2 separate regions of the Salmo salar genome follow, and region 1 is linked to region 2. The links are chromatin contacts, called in public Hi-C maps. All regions are on one chromosome and are shown on one strand. Each heading gives the region's core, a stretch centred on a gene start, on an enhancer-like site or on the middle of the called end of the contact. The rest is flanking DNA. Distances are from core to core; before and after follow the strand shown. Region 1 holds the start of LOC106599248 (apoptosis regulator Bcl-2). Region 2 overlaps LOC106599248 (apoptosis regulator Bcl-2).

Evidence for each region. A called contact is a pair of places that touch in the nucleus more often than the background predicts.
Region 1: a contact with region 2 is called in a Hi-C map of gill, with 4 times the contacts expected there. The contact joins the promoter of LOC106599248 here to the enhancer-like site in region 2. A contact is called at or near these places in 2 of 3 Hi-C or Micro-C datasets (gill and muscle).

The regions. Positions count from the first base shown.
Region 1 is chrssa03:28,835,287-28,841,899 of Ssal_v3.1, forward strand. LOC106599248 (apoptosis regulator Bcl-2) reads right to left here and starts at 1,360. Exons shown (of 2, transcript XM_014190372.2): 1 at 223-1,360. The coding sequence starts at 768. LOC106599247 (3-ketodihydrosphingosine reductase) reads right to left here. Exons shown (of 10, transcript XM_014190371.2): 10 at 6,496-6,613.
Region 2 is chrssa03:28,778,854-28,784,808 of Ssal_v3.1, forward strand. LOC106599248 (apoptosis regulator Bcl-2) reads right to left here. Exons shown (of 2, transcript XM_014190372.2): 2 at 1-1,810. The coding sequence ends at 1,676. Among protein-coding and RNA genes, the nearest start is that of LOC106599248, 55 kb to the right of the region's middle. Within about 2 kb of position 3,653, at least 1 of the 13 cell types and tissues checked has an H3K27ac peak or open chromatin away from gene starts, as enhancers often do. A contact at or near this core is called in gill, where this site is marked.

The DNA of each region.
Region 1 (6,613 bases), core at 110-2,609, 54 kb after region 2:
CTGGAACTACAAGGCATCTGCCACTGATGGCTACAGTCGACGGAGGCGGGTTTGAGCGTAGGGAGGTGTGACAGCGACGGTAATATTTCATTGGCCAGACATGCTAGACAAACAGCCAGAACATCAAATCAGGAAGACTAGTCAATTATGTCGTTCATATCCAGACGTTCCCTCCGCATCATGCGTAGGCTAATGTAAACTAAAGCAGTAGGTTACACATACCCATCCCCCGTTCTCCTGAATCCAGCTGAGCAGTGGTCCATTTAGATACTCTGTCATCCACACCGCGATGTGATCCACCTGCGACGTCATCTCCTTGTTCACGCATTCCACGCATATTGTGCCCCCGAACTCGAAGAAGGCGATAATCCGTCCCCAGTTAACCCCATCCCTGAACAGCTCGTCTATCACCTCTCTAAATCTCCTCTCAGCCGTGGAGGATGTGAGATACAGCTGGTGTGACATCTCTGCGAAGTCGGGCTGGTACAGTCTTTCGAGTTCATCCCCGGCCTCACGCAAAACTCTGTGAATAGCTGCATGCGGGTCCGGTTGGGAGAGCCATTTGGAAAGACTAGGGACGCTGCTCGGGCCGGCGTTATTGGCCCCGTGGCACCGCCGTGCCAAACCCAGCCGAGGAGAAATCATCGACCCATTATTAGCGGCACCTTCCTCCTCCTCGGCATCCTCGAAATCCCACGCATATCCTCGTTTCAAGAGTTTGTGACAAATGTACTTTTCCACTATGAAGCGGTTGTCGTCGTTTGCCATTATGATTGCCACTGATGACCTCCAAAATCCTCGTTTTTAAGAATAATACATCATAATTGTAGATATGCACTGCATCGCACAATACATCAGATCAAACGAAAAGTGTATTTCTGAGAAAATGTTCTGGTCAAGTTTTTAGGATAGCCGCCTACAATTGAACGGTGCAAAACGAAACACTGGAAAGGGAGCGATGTGCGTGGTTTGAAAAACGGCCCCTTCACCCAACTAGGCTGAAACCGTGAAAAGTCCAAATATAAACCACGTCAGAATTTCCAAATGTTCCCAATTGTGCTCTCAAAACAAATATTCGAAGCGTTGGTCAAAAAGTGGCGACAGTTCCCTTCTCTGTAGACTCCAAATCTAGACAGCCAGAAATACGGAAGAGATAAAAAATATTCTCCATATGCACATAATGTACACTACAAATACATGACCGAAAATCTACATATGAAGGTCAACGTCGCATGCATCCAGAATATGATACAGAAAACTATTCCAGCGGCGTTTTACGCATTCAGAGAGACGTTTTGAGTGAGGAATGTATCCCACAATTGCTGCCTGTTGTACACTCTTTGCTGCTGTGCTGGTGAGGTATTTCTTGTGTCAGGGGCGTTTCTAGGATTTGAAGACATTAGGGGCTTAGCCCAAAGCCAGTAGGGGGATCCGGGGGCATTCTACCCCGGTAAAAAATAAGGAATTTCAAGAGCTAAATGCATGAATTTGGTGCACTTTGAGATGAACATTGAGAGATTAGATATTTTTCAAGTAACTTGCACTTTCCCTCCTGCCACAGCAGACACTGCCGGTACTTAATTACAGAAACTATGTGGGTCTCTCTGCTGGAACATCCCCTGACTTTTTCCAAATTTTGAAGTTTAAAATTTAAGTTTAAAAGCCTGATTAAATTTAGATTTTGTGTCACAGGCCTACACACAATACCCCATAATGTCAATGTGGAATTATGTTTTTAGACATTTTTACAAATTAATTAAAAATGAAAAGCTGAAATATCTTGAGTAAATAAGTATTGAATGAAATCATCAACAGTATCCAGATCCATTGGATGTAGTGATCACAATATAGTAGCCATATCGAGTAAAACCAAAGTTCCAAAGGCTGGGCCTAATATAGTGTATAAGAGGTCATACAAGAGGTTTTGTAGTGATTCCTATGTTGTTGATGTAAAGAATATTTGTTAGTCCGTGGTGTGTAATGAGGAGCAAACAGACATTGCACTTGACACATTTATGTAATTGCTTATCCCAGTTACTAATAAGCATGCACCCATTAAGAAAATGACTGTAAAAACTGTTAAATCCCTGTGGATTGATGAGGAATTGAAATATTGTAAAGGCAAAAGGAATGGCAAATAAGTCTGGCTGCACAACCAATTGACAAATGTACTGCAAATTGAGAAATCATGTGACTAAAAAGAAGAAGAAACTACACTATGAAACAAAGGTAAATTACATAAAGAATGATAGTAAAAAAGCTTTGGAGCACCTTCAATGACATTTTGGGAAAAAAGGCAAACTCAGCTCCATCATTCATTGAATCAGATGGTTCGTTCATCACAAAACTGACTGATATTGCCAACCGCAAGATTAGCACATTTAGGCATGACATGCCAGCAACAAACGCTGACACTACACATCCAAGTATACCTGACCAAATTATGAAAGACAAGAATTATAATTTTGAATTCCATAAAGTGAGTGTGGAAGAAGTGAAAAAATTATTGTTGTCTATCAACAATGACAATGCACCGTGTCTGACAACTTGGATGGCAAATTACTGAGGATAATAGCAGATGATATTGCCACCCCTATTTGCCATATCTTCAATTTAAGCTTACAAGAAAGTGTGTGCCCTCAGGGCTGGAGGGAAGCAAAAGTCATTCCTGCTTACTAAGAATAGTAAAGTCCCATTTACTGGCTCAAATAGCAGACCAATCAGCCTGTTACCAACCCATAGAACATTTTGTTTTTAAACTGGCCAGATAGAATGCTATTTTATAGTAAACAAATTGACAACAGACTTTCAACACACTTATAGGGAAGGAGATTCAACAAGCACAGCACTTACACAAATTACTGAGAGAAATTGATGATGAAATGATTGTGGGGGCTGTTTTGTTACACTTCAGCTTTTGACATTACCGATCACAGTCTGCTGCTGGAAAATCGTTTGTGTTATAGCTTTACATCCCCTGCTATATTGTGGATAAAGAGTTACCTGTCTATCAGAACACAGAGGGAGTTCTTTATTGAAAGCCTCTCCAACATAATCCAGGTACAATCAGGAATTCCCCAGGGCAGCTGTCTTGGCCCATTACTTTTTTCAATCTTTACTAACGACATATCACTGGCTTTGAGTAAAGCCAGTGTGTCTATGCATGCAGATGACTCAACACTATACACGTCAGCTACTACAGCGACTGAAATGACTGCAACACTTAACAAAGATGTGCAGTTAGTTTCAGAATGGGTGGCAAGGAATAAGTTAGTCCTAAATATTTCAAAAACTAAAAGCATTGTATTTGGGACAAATCATTCACTAAACCCTAAACCTCAACTAAATCATGTAATAAATAATGTGTAAATTGACCAAATTGAGGTGACTAAACTGCTTGGAGTAACCCTGGATTATAAACTGTCATGGTCAAAACATATTGATACAACAGTAGCTAAGATGGTGAGAAGTCTGTCCATAATAAAGCGCTGCTCTACCTTCTTAACAGCACTATCAACAAGGCAGGTCCTACAGGCTTTAGTTTTGTCGCACCTGTACTACTGTTCATTCGTGTGGTCAGGTGCCACAAAGAGGGACTTTGGAAAATTGCAATTGGCTCAGAACACTGCAGCACGGCTGGCCCTTGGAAATACACAGAGAGCAAACATTAATAATATGCATGTCAATCTCTCCTGGCTCAAAGTGGACATGTTGAAAGCACCGAGCTGTCTGTCTAGCACACAGCTCAGACACGCATACATACCCCACAAGATATGCCACCAGAGGTCTCTTCACAGTCCCCAAGTCCAGAACAGATTATGGGAGGCGCACAGCACTACATAGAGCCATGACTACATGGAACTCTATTCCACATCAGGTAACTTATGCAAGCAGTATAATCAGTTTTAAAAAACAGATGTGTTATAGATATGTGTTAGTGGAGTATTGGCCTGAGGGCACACACTTAGTGTGTTGTGAAATCTGTTATGAATGTATTGTAATGTTTTGAAAATTGTATATTGGCCTTAACATAATAAATACAAAAACAAATACAAAAGTATTGAACCCCTTTGTTATGGCAAGCTTAAATAGGTTCAGGAATAAAATGTGCTTAACAAGTTACATAATAAGTTGCATGGACTCACTCTGTGGGCAATAATAGTGTTTAACATGGTTTTTGAATGACTACCTCATCTCTGTACCCGACACACATACAATTATCTATATGGTCCCTCAGTCAAGCAGGGAATTTCAAACACAGATTCAACCACAAAGACCAGGGAGTTTTTCCAATGCCTCTCAAAGAAGGGCACCTATTGGTAGATGAGTAAAAAAAAAATTAAGTAGACATTGAATATCCCTTTGAGCATGGTGAAGTTATTAATTACACTTTGGATTGTGTATCAATATACCCAGTCACCACAAAGATACATGGTCTTGCCTAACTCAGTTGCCGGAGGGGAAGGAAATCGTTCAGAGATTTCACCATGAGTCCAATAGTGACTTTAAAACAGTTAGAGTTTAATGGCTGTGATAGGAGAAAACTGAGGATGGATCAACGACATTGTAGTTACTGCACAATACTAACCTAAATGACAGAGTGAAAAGAAGGAAGCATGTACTGTACAGAATAAAAATATTCCAAAACATGCATCCTGTTTGCAATAAGGCACTAAAGTAAAACTGCAAGAAATGTGGCAAAGAAATTCTGAATACAAAGCCTTAACTTTGGGGCAAATCCAACCACTCTTCATATTTTCAAGCATGGTGGTGGCTGAATCCTGCTATGGGTATGCTTGTCATCAGCAAGGATTATGGAGGTTTTTTTTCATGATAAAATGGAATGGAGCTAAGCACAGGCAAAATCCTAGAGGAAAACCTTGTTCAGTCTACTCTCCACCAGACACTAAGAGATGAATTCACCTTTCAGCAGGAAAATAACCTAAAACACAAGGCCAAATCTACACTGGAGTTGGTTACCAAGAAGACAGTGAATGTTCCTGAGTGGCTGAGTTACAGTTTTCACTTAAATCTGCTTCAAAATGGTTGTCTAGTAATCAACAACCAATTTGACAGAGCTTGGAGAATTTTTTTAAGAATAATGTGCAAATATTGTATAATCCAGGTGTGCAAAGCTCTTAGAGACTTATCCAGAAATATTCAAAGCTGTAATCGCTGCCAAATGTTATTTTAACATGTTGTACACTCAGTGTATTTCTGGCATAAAAATCTCTCTGTAAAACGTTACTTCATAGCTGTGTGGTTATGACACTCATATCAGACTGAAACGTCCCGTCTCGTCCCCCCCCGATTTGTTTAACACTTTTTTGGTTACTACATGATTCCATATGTGTTATTTCACAGTTTTGATGTCTTCACTATTATTCTACAATGTAGAAAATAGTAAAATAATGAAAAACCCTTGAATGATTATGTGTTCTAAAACTTTTGACCGGTAGTGTGTACAATAGCTACTGGCTGCCCAGGCTGTTCTGTTCCCCTCATGGAAGATGAATGTCCACTACTCAAACAGAATATGTAAAACCTCACATTCACCCACAGTACACACAGTAGCCCCCCAATAGCCACCCGGCTGCACACACCCACTGTACATCAAAACTGAACCACTCCGTAATAGTACGGAGTGGTACAAAACATCCACTCCACTTCTGTAAACACAGGATTGATCAACTGTAACCATAGGTCGTGTATGTATCTAGGCTGTGCAACCCTCGGCAACTGAATAATGTAAGCTCATAATCCAAACAAAGCAAACACAGATACACAAATACATTTTTTACATTTTGGTCATTTAGCACAGTGGTTCTCAAACTGTGGGGCGTGCCCCTGGGGTTGGCGGGGGTGGGTGGAGGTCCCAACTAGTCCATGTCAGCTAATGTTTTTTAGCCCATAGATTTTGTGGTTTTAGTCAACTCAAATATCACATGAATTCACATTAGACATGGCAAAATGTCAAGAATTGAAAAGTTAGTTTTAAAACTACAAAAATGTTCTCTGCACCCCATTACAAAATGTGTAGAATTGCAGGAAATATGCTTTAAACCTGAAGATCTCCGTCAACAAGAGGGGTGTGAACAGTTGGTGTCATGAACAGTGCTTGTGGCCATAGAAATAGACATGGAGTGTGCACACGCACGGGGTGGTGCGGAATGTTCCCCAATGCTGGAGGGGGGGGCCTGAGTGAAAAGGTTTGGGAACCCTTGATTTACAGTCAGTGCATTCAACTAAGTATACTTATACATATGGTATAGGTTAGGTTCCATACCAGTGCAATAACAAAGCCTAAAAGCTTTCAAAAGAGGCCTATGTGTTCAGTAGCCTACTGAGTGCAGAAAAAATAAACATTTAACCTAAAACAAACCACACCTAGAACTAAAACAGGTCACATTGTGAAAGAAAAGAGAAAAGATAAGAGAAAATGACATATTGCAAAGTTATTTATTTTATTATGTAAGAAAATAAGACAAAGCAACATTGTTCCACTCCTTACATTTTTATTTTCAATGGCACACAAGGTGAAATTCTTACCCGTTTGGCAAAACCAAAACAGAACAAAACACAATAAAATGGGAACGGAAGCGGAATGCATCAT
Region 2 (5,955 bases), core at 2,403-4,902:
GGCAGCCAGAGACATCCAAAATGCTGACACAGTGAGGGAGTGACGTGAGGCCAAACTGATCCATGCCTTTCTGGGGGAGTCAGTTCTTCCTGCAGGCTGTAGTGGCTGTAGTGGTGTGTCTAGCTTCTGGGGAGGGAGGCTCACTGTCACTGAACCTATGGAATGAATCCACCTCTTGTGTTTGTCCCCAAGCATTGTCTGTTCCTAAAACTCCTTGTTCTCTTTCTCTGTACCCACAATGACTCTCTTCTCTGCTCCCTCTTTTTATTTCTCACACGTTCTCTTTCTTTCTCTGTATTTACCTCTCTCCCTCTATCCCTCTCTGATCTCGACTAAGCCAGAAACCCAGCTAGGTGGGATCATATTTTTCACTTTCTGTCAGTAACATCTGATTATTATTATCTGACCCTGCTGGTCATCTATGAACGTTTGAACATCTTGGCCATGTTCTGTTATAATCTCCACCCGGCACAGCCAGAAGAGGACTGGCCACCCCTCAGAGCCTGGTTCCTCTCTAGGTTTCCTCCAAGGTTCTGGCCTTCCTAGGGAGTTTTTCCAAGCCACCGTGCTTCTACACCTGCATTGCTTGCTGTTGGGGTTTTAGGCTGGGTTTCTGTACAGCACTTTGTGACGTTGGCTGATGTAAAAAGGGCTTTATTAATACATTTGATTGATTGATTTGATTGATAAAACAGGGGTTTGGGCTGCCAAACGCTAGAACTAACCTGCTTTTCACTCCTTCAATGCCTCCCTTTATCCTCTCTTCAATGCCTCCCTCTATCCTCTCTTATTACATTTCATATGGGTCAAATGCAAAAAAAGAGTCTCCAATCCACAGTCCAACAGCTCTCTCTCAGATCTCTGCAGAGCAAGCTGCATCTGTGGCACCTAGATGACGTTCTGATGAGACCTTGTATCTATACATGTATGTATAACGATGCTGTGTGTTCAGAGTTGAGTGATGCTCCAGGTATATTGCAGTGTAGAAGCGGTGGGTGGAGAGACACACCGTTCTGGTTAGCGGCGAACTCCTCCCATTATACATTCAGAGCTGCTGTTGTGTGGAGGAAGTCCTTTGAAGGTGGGTTGAAGGGGGTACACAGAGTGCACACAGTTCAAAAAGGGCTCCTCGCCCTAACAACCTGGGTCGGGGCCATCACCTTGGTGCAAGCGGTTGAATCATCAATGTCCTTGCACTCCTATTAGTAAATCCTTCAAGGGAGGCCTGAGGTGCAATATATGCTTTCTTTTGCCACACCGACACATGCTACACAAATCTACACGAGCACACAAAGGTTTCATGCTACAACTAGTAGTCCGAACAAAAACGACACATGCCAAACCCGCCCCTCCTCTCCTCTCTTGTCAAGCCCTCAGTTGTCTCTCCAATCTTTCTGTGATTACAGTTAAACGGCGCGGCTTTCATTACATGTTTTCTTCTGTGTGGGCAGTGACTCTGTTTCCTGCTGTTGTTTGATTTGCATCTTTGTTTTTGAAGTGAGGGTTAAGAAAGAGGGAGTTTTTTCGAGAACAGGGAGAGAAAGAGAAAGAGAGAGGCTTTGAAGACATGCAGGTTGGGGATTCGGGATCGTCTCGGAGGGGGCAGGGCTGCCTTTGAAAAGAGAAAGTAGCAAAAGGGAGTACAAAAAAAGAGGGAGAGAAAACGAGAACTCCTTCACTTCTGTGTAAGGTATGCTCCAATGGTAAGGCTTGCGGCCCCCAGTGCAGCCAGGCCGAAGACGGTCTTGATGGATGGCCACGAACAGAACACAGAGTCCCTCTGTCTGTCATAGAGCTCAACAAAGGCCTCCTGAGAGAGAGAGACAGAGAGAGAGACAGAGTTAATACAAGCAGTGTGTGTGTATTCTTGTGTTCAAAGCTAGCTGGGGGGTCTCCTTTGGAAGTGCCTGCATATCTAAACCCCCTTGGATGCCATCCAACTCCAGTGTTATTACATGCAGGAAGCCAGATCCATTTCAAACCAGCTCCCCTCACACCCGTAACACCCCTCGTGCTCACCCCCGCAAAACTCTGAGGGCCCCTCATAAACACAACACACACACACGAATGAACGCACACACACACCCTAGAGTACTCATGGACACAACCCAAGACAAACACTCCACATGAAAACATACACTGCGTCCTATTGATGTCTTGATGCAAGCTACAGTACACTGTATATGGTCATTCATTAATGGAAAACACAGCATAACAGCTGTGATGCTCCATAGATGCTTCACGGTCCTACAACAGTCTGTTACCGGTGCAACTGCTTCTCCATAATCTCAATGAATACAGCCTGTTATAAAACGATCCCATATGTCCTTATCGTGTACAGTAGAATATTCACCCTGGCTTAATGTATTTATGGCCCATGTGCTGCTGTATGAGGAAATCAAGATGTCCATTTAGAAGCCTTCAGGCCTTGACAGTGAGAACAGCTAGATGGGAAGTTAGAGTATAGAGATCCCCCCTTGAAGACCCCATAAATGGTTGGTGTTGATTAACCTGTATCAAACTGGTCAACCCAAGAAGGAGTGCACCATTGGATATAGGAGGGGTCTGAGGGTTGGGGGGTGCAGGAAACATGATATTGTAGTGTTTTCCTCAGAGCTGAAGGGGGGCCATGTTGTTTATGCCCCTGCCCTATAGTAAGTCCCTAAACCCTAGACCGGTAATACATTGTCGTTACAGCAGTAGCACTAACCCTAACCCTAGACTGCCTTAACATTGATAATCATATAAACAATTAATTTGAGATACAATGGATTATAGGTACAAAATGCACACCCATCACCTCAATAGTGGAGTACTACTGTAGTTTGGCTGGTAACCTGATTATGGGTGAATTCAATTGTTAAGTTCAATTCAATTCAATTCTACATTATTAGTCCCCTGAGGGCCAAATTCTTTTCAGTCCGTCTCGATTAGATCAAGGCTACATTTACCTACACAAATTATGTTATTTACTATTTGTAGAGCAAGACAAATATATGTTTGTTTCAAAATTGCCCTTGATCAAATAGAAAGATAAACTGGGCCATCTTCTATGAACAGTGTCACAGTGTTAGGGAGTGTAAGAGAATATTTCCAGTAAAGCAAACCAAGCCTCACAGGATGACTAAAAAAGGCAATCTATTTCAAATGGCTACGGAAGACAAAAGTATTTCCTGCCTCCCTCTTCTCTCCCCCTTTCCTTTCCTGTAGCATTCCTGAGGCCAGGGGCCATTGAGAGTCAGGATCAGATCAGCAGTTTCTTCACTTTAGGTGCTCTGTTATCAAAACACACAACCATTCCTAGCCAGATACTGTTCACTAAACCAACAGACATTTCTCCTATTGTTGTCATTGTTAGCATTTTCTTTGTTGTTGCTGAAATGAGCACAAAATTAAAAAGGAGCTAATTAAAAAGGCATGTAGGTCATTCTCTGTCTCCTTAAATGCCCCTCTCCCCCCTCGTTGATCAAATCAAATCAACGTTTATTTGTCACGTGCGCCGAACACAACAGGTGTAGACCTTACAGTGAAATGCTTACTTACAGGCTTTAACCAACAGCGCAATTGTTAAGTAAAAAAAATGGTATTAGGTGAACAATAGATAAGTAAAGAAATAAAAACAACAGTAAAAAGACAGAGACAAATAACAGTAGCGAGGCTATAACAGTAGCGAGGCTATAACAATAGCGGGGCTATTTACAGGCACCGGTCAGTCAGGCTGATTGAGGTAGTATGTACATGTAAGTATGGTTAAAGTGACTATGCATGTATGATAAACAGAGAGTAGCAGTAGCGTAAAAGATGGGTTGGCGAGACACAATGCAGATAGTCCAGGTAGCCAATGTGCAGGGGCAACGGTTAGTAGGGCTAATTGAGGTAGTATTTACATGAATGTATAGCTAAAGTGACTATGCATATATGATAAACAGAGAGTAGCAGCAGTGTAAAAGAGGGGTTGGGGGGCACAATGCAAATAGTCCGGGTAGCCATTTGATTACCTGTTCAGGAGTCTTATGGCCTGCGGGTAAAAACAGTTGAAGAGCCTTTTGGTCCTAGACTTGGAGCTCCGGTACTGCTTGCCATGCGGTAGTAGAGAACAGTCTATGACTGGTGTGGCTGGGGTCTTTGACAATTTTTTGGGCCTTCCTCTGACACTGCCTGGTGTAGAGGTCCTGTATGGCAGGCAGCTTAGCCCCAGTGATGTACTGGGCCATATACACTAACCTCTGTAGTGCCTTGCGTTCGGAGGCTGAGCAGTTGCCGTACTAGGCAGTGATGCAACCAGTCAGGATGCTCTCGATGTTGCAGCTGTAGAACCTTTTGAGGATCTGAGGACCCATGCCAAATCTTTTTAGTTTCCTGAGGGGGAATAGGCTTTGTCGTGCACTCTTCAGGACTGTCTTGGTGTGTTTGGACCATTCTAGTTTGTTGGTGATGTGGACACCAAGGAACTTGAAGCTCTCAACCTGCTCCACTACAGCCCTGTCGATGAGAATGGGGGCGTGCTCAGTCCTCCTTTTCCTGTAGTCCACAATCAGAGACCTGGCACCACCCGGCCAGGTCTCTGACCTCCTCCCTATAGGCTGTCTCGTCATTGTCGGTGATCAGGCCTACCATTGTTGTCTCATCAGCAAACTTAATGATGGTGTTGGAGTCGTGCCTGGCAATGCAGTCATGAGTGAACAGGGAGTACAGGAGGGGACTGAGCACGCAACCCTGAGGGGCTCCAGTGTTGAGGATCAGCGTGGTGGATGTGTTGCTACCTACCCTCACCACCTGGGGGTGGCCCATCAGGAAGTCCAGGGTCCAGTTGCAGAGGGAGGTGTTTAGTCCCAGGATCCTTACCTTAGTGATGAGCTTTGAGGGCACTATGGTGTTGAACACTGAGCTGTAGTCAATGAATAGCATTCTCACGTAGGTGTTCCTTTTGTCCAGGTGGGAAAGGGCAGTGTGGAGTGCAATAGAGATTGCATCATCTGTGGATCTGTTTGGGCGGTATGCAAATTGGAGTGGGTCTAGGGTTTCTGGCTACGGACGTGAGTGCTATGGGTCTGTAGCCATTTAGGCAGGTTGCTTTAGTGTTCTTGGGCACAGGGACTGTGGTGGTCTGCTTGAAACGTGTTGGTATTACAGACTCAATCAGGGACATGTTTAAAATGTCAGTGAAGACACCTGCCAGTTGGTCAGCACATGCCCGGAGCACACGTCCTGTTAATCCGTCTGGCCCCGCAGCCTTGTGTATGTTGACCTGTTTAAAGGTCTTACTCACGTCGGCTACGGAGAGCGTGATCACACAGTTGTCCGGAACAGCTGATGCTCTCATGCATGCCTCAGTGTTGCTTGCCTCGAAGCGAGCACAGAAGTAATTTAGCTCGTCTGGTAGGCTCGTGTCACTGGGCAGCTCGCGGCTGTGCTTCCCTTTGTAGTCTGTTATAGTTTGCAAGCCCTGCCACATAAGACGAGCGTCGGAGCCGGTGTAGTACGATTCAATCTTAGCCCTGTATTGTCGCTTTGCCTGTTCGATGGACGTTGGTCGTTGGACGGCATAGCAAGATTTTTCATAAGCTTCTGGGTTAGAGTCCCGCACCTTGAAAGTGGCAGCTCTATAATTTAGCTCAGTGTGAATGTTGCCTGTAATCCATGATTTCTGGTTGGGGTATGTACGTACAGTCACTGTGGGGACAACATCCTCGATGCACTTATTGATAAAGCCAGTGACAGTGACTGATGTGGTGTACTCCTCAATGCCATCGGAAGAATCCCAGAACATATTCAAGTCTGTGATAGCAAATAAGTCCTGTAGCTTAGCATCTGCTTCATCTGACCACTTTTTTATAGACCGAGTCACTGGTGCTTCCTGCTTTCATTTTTGCTTGTAAGCAGGAATCAGGAGGATAGAATTGTGGTCAGATTTACCAAATGGAGGGCGACGGAGAGCTTTGTACGCGTCTCTGT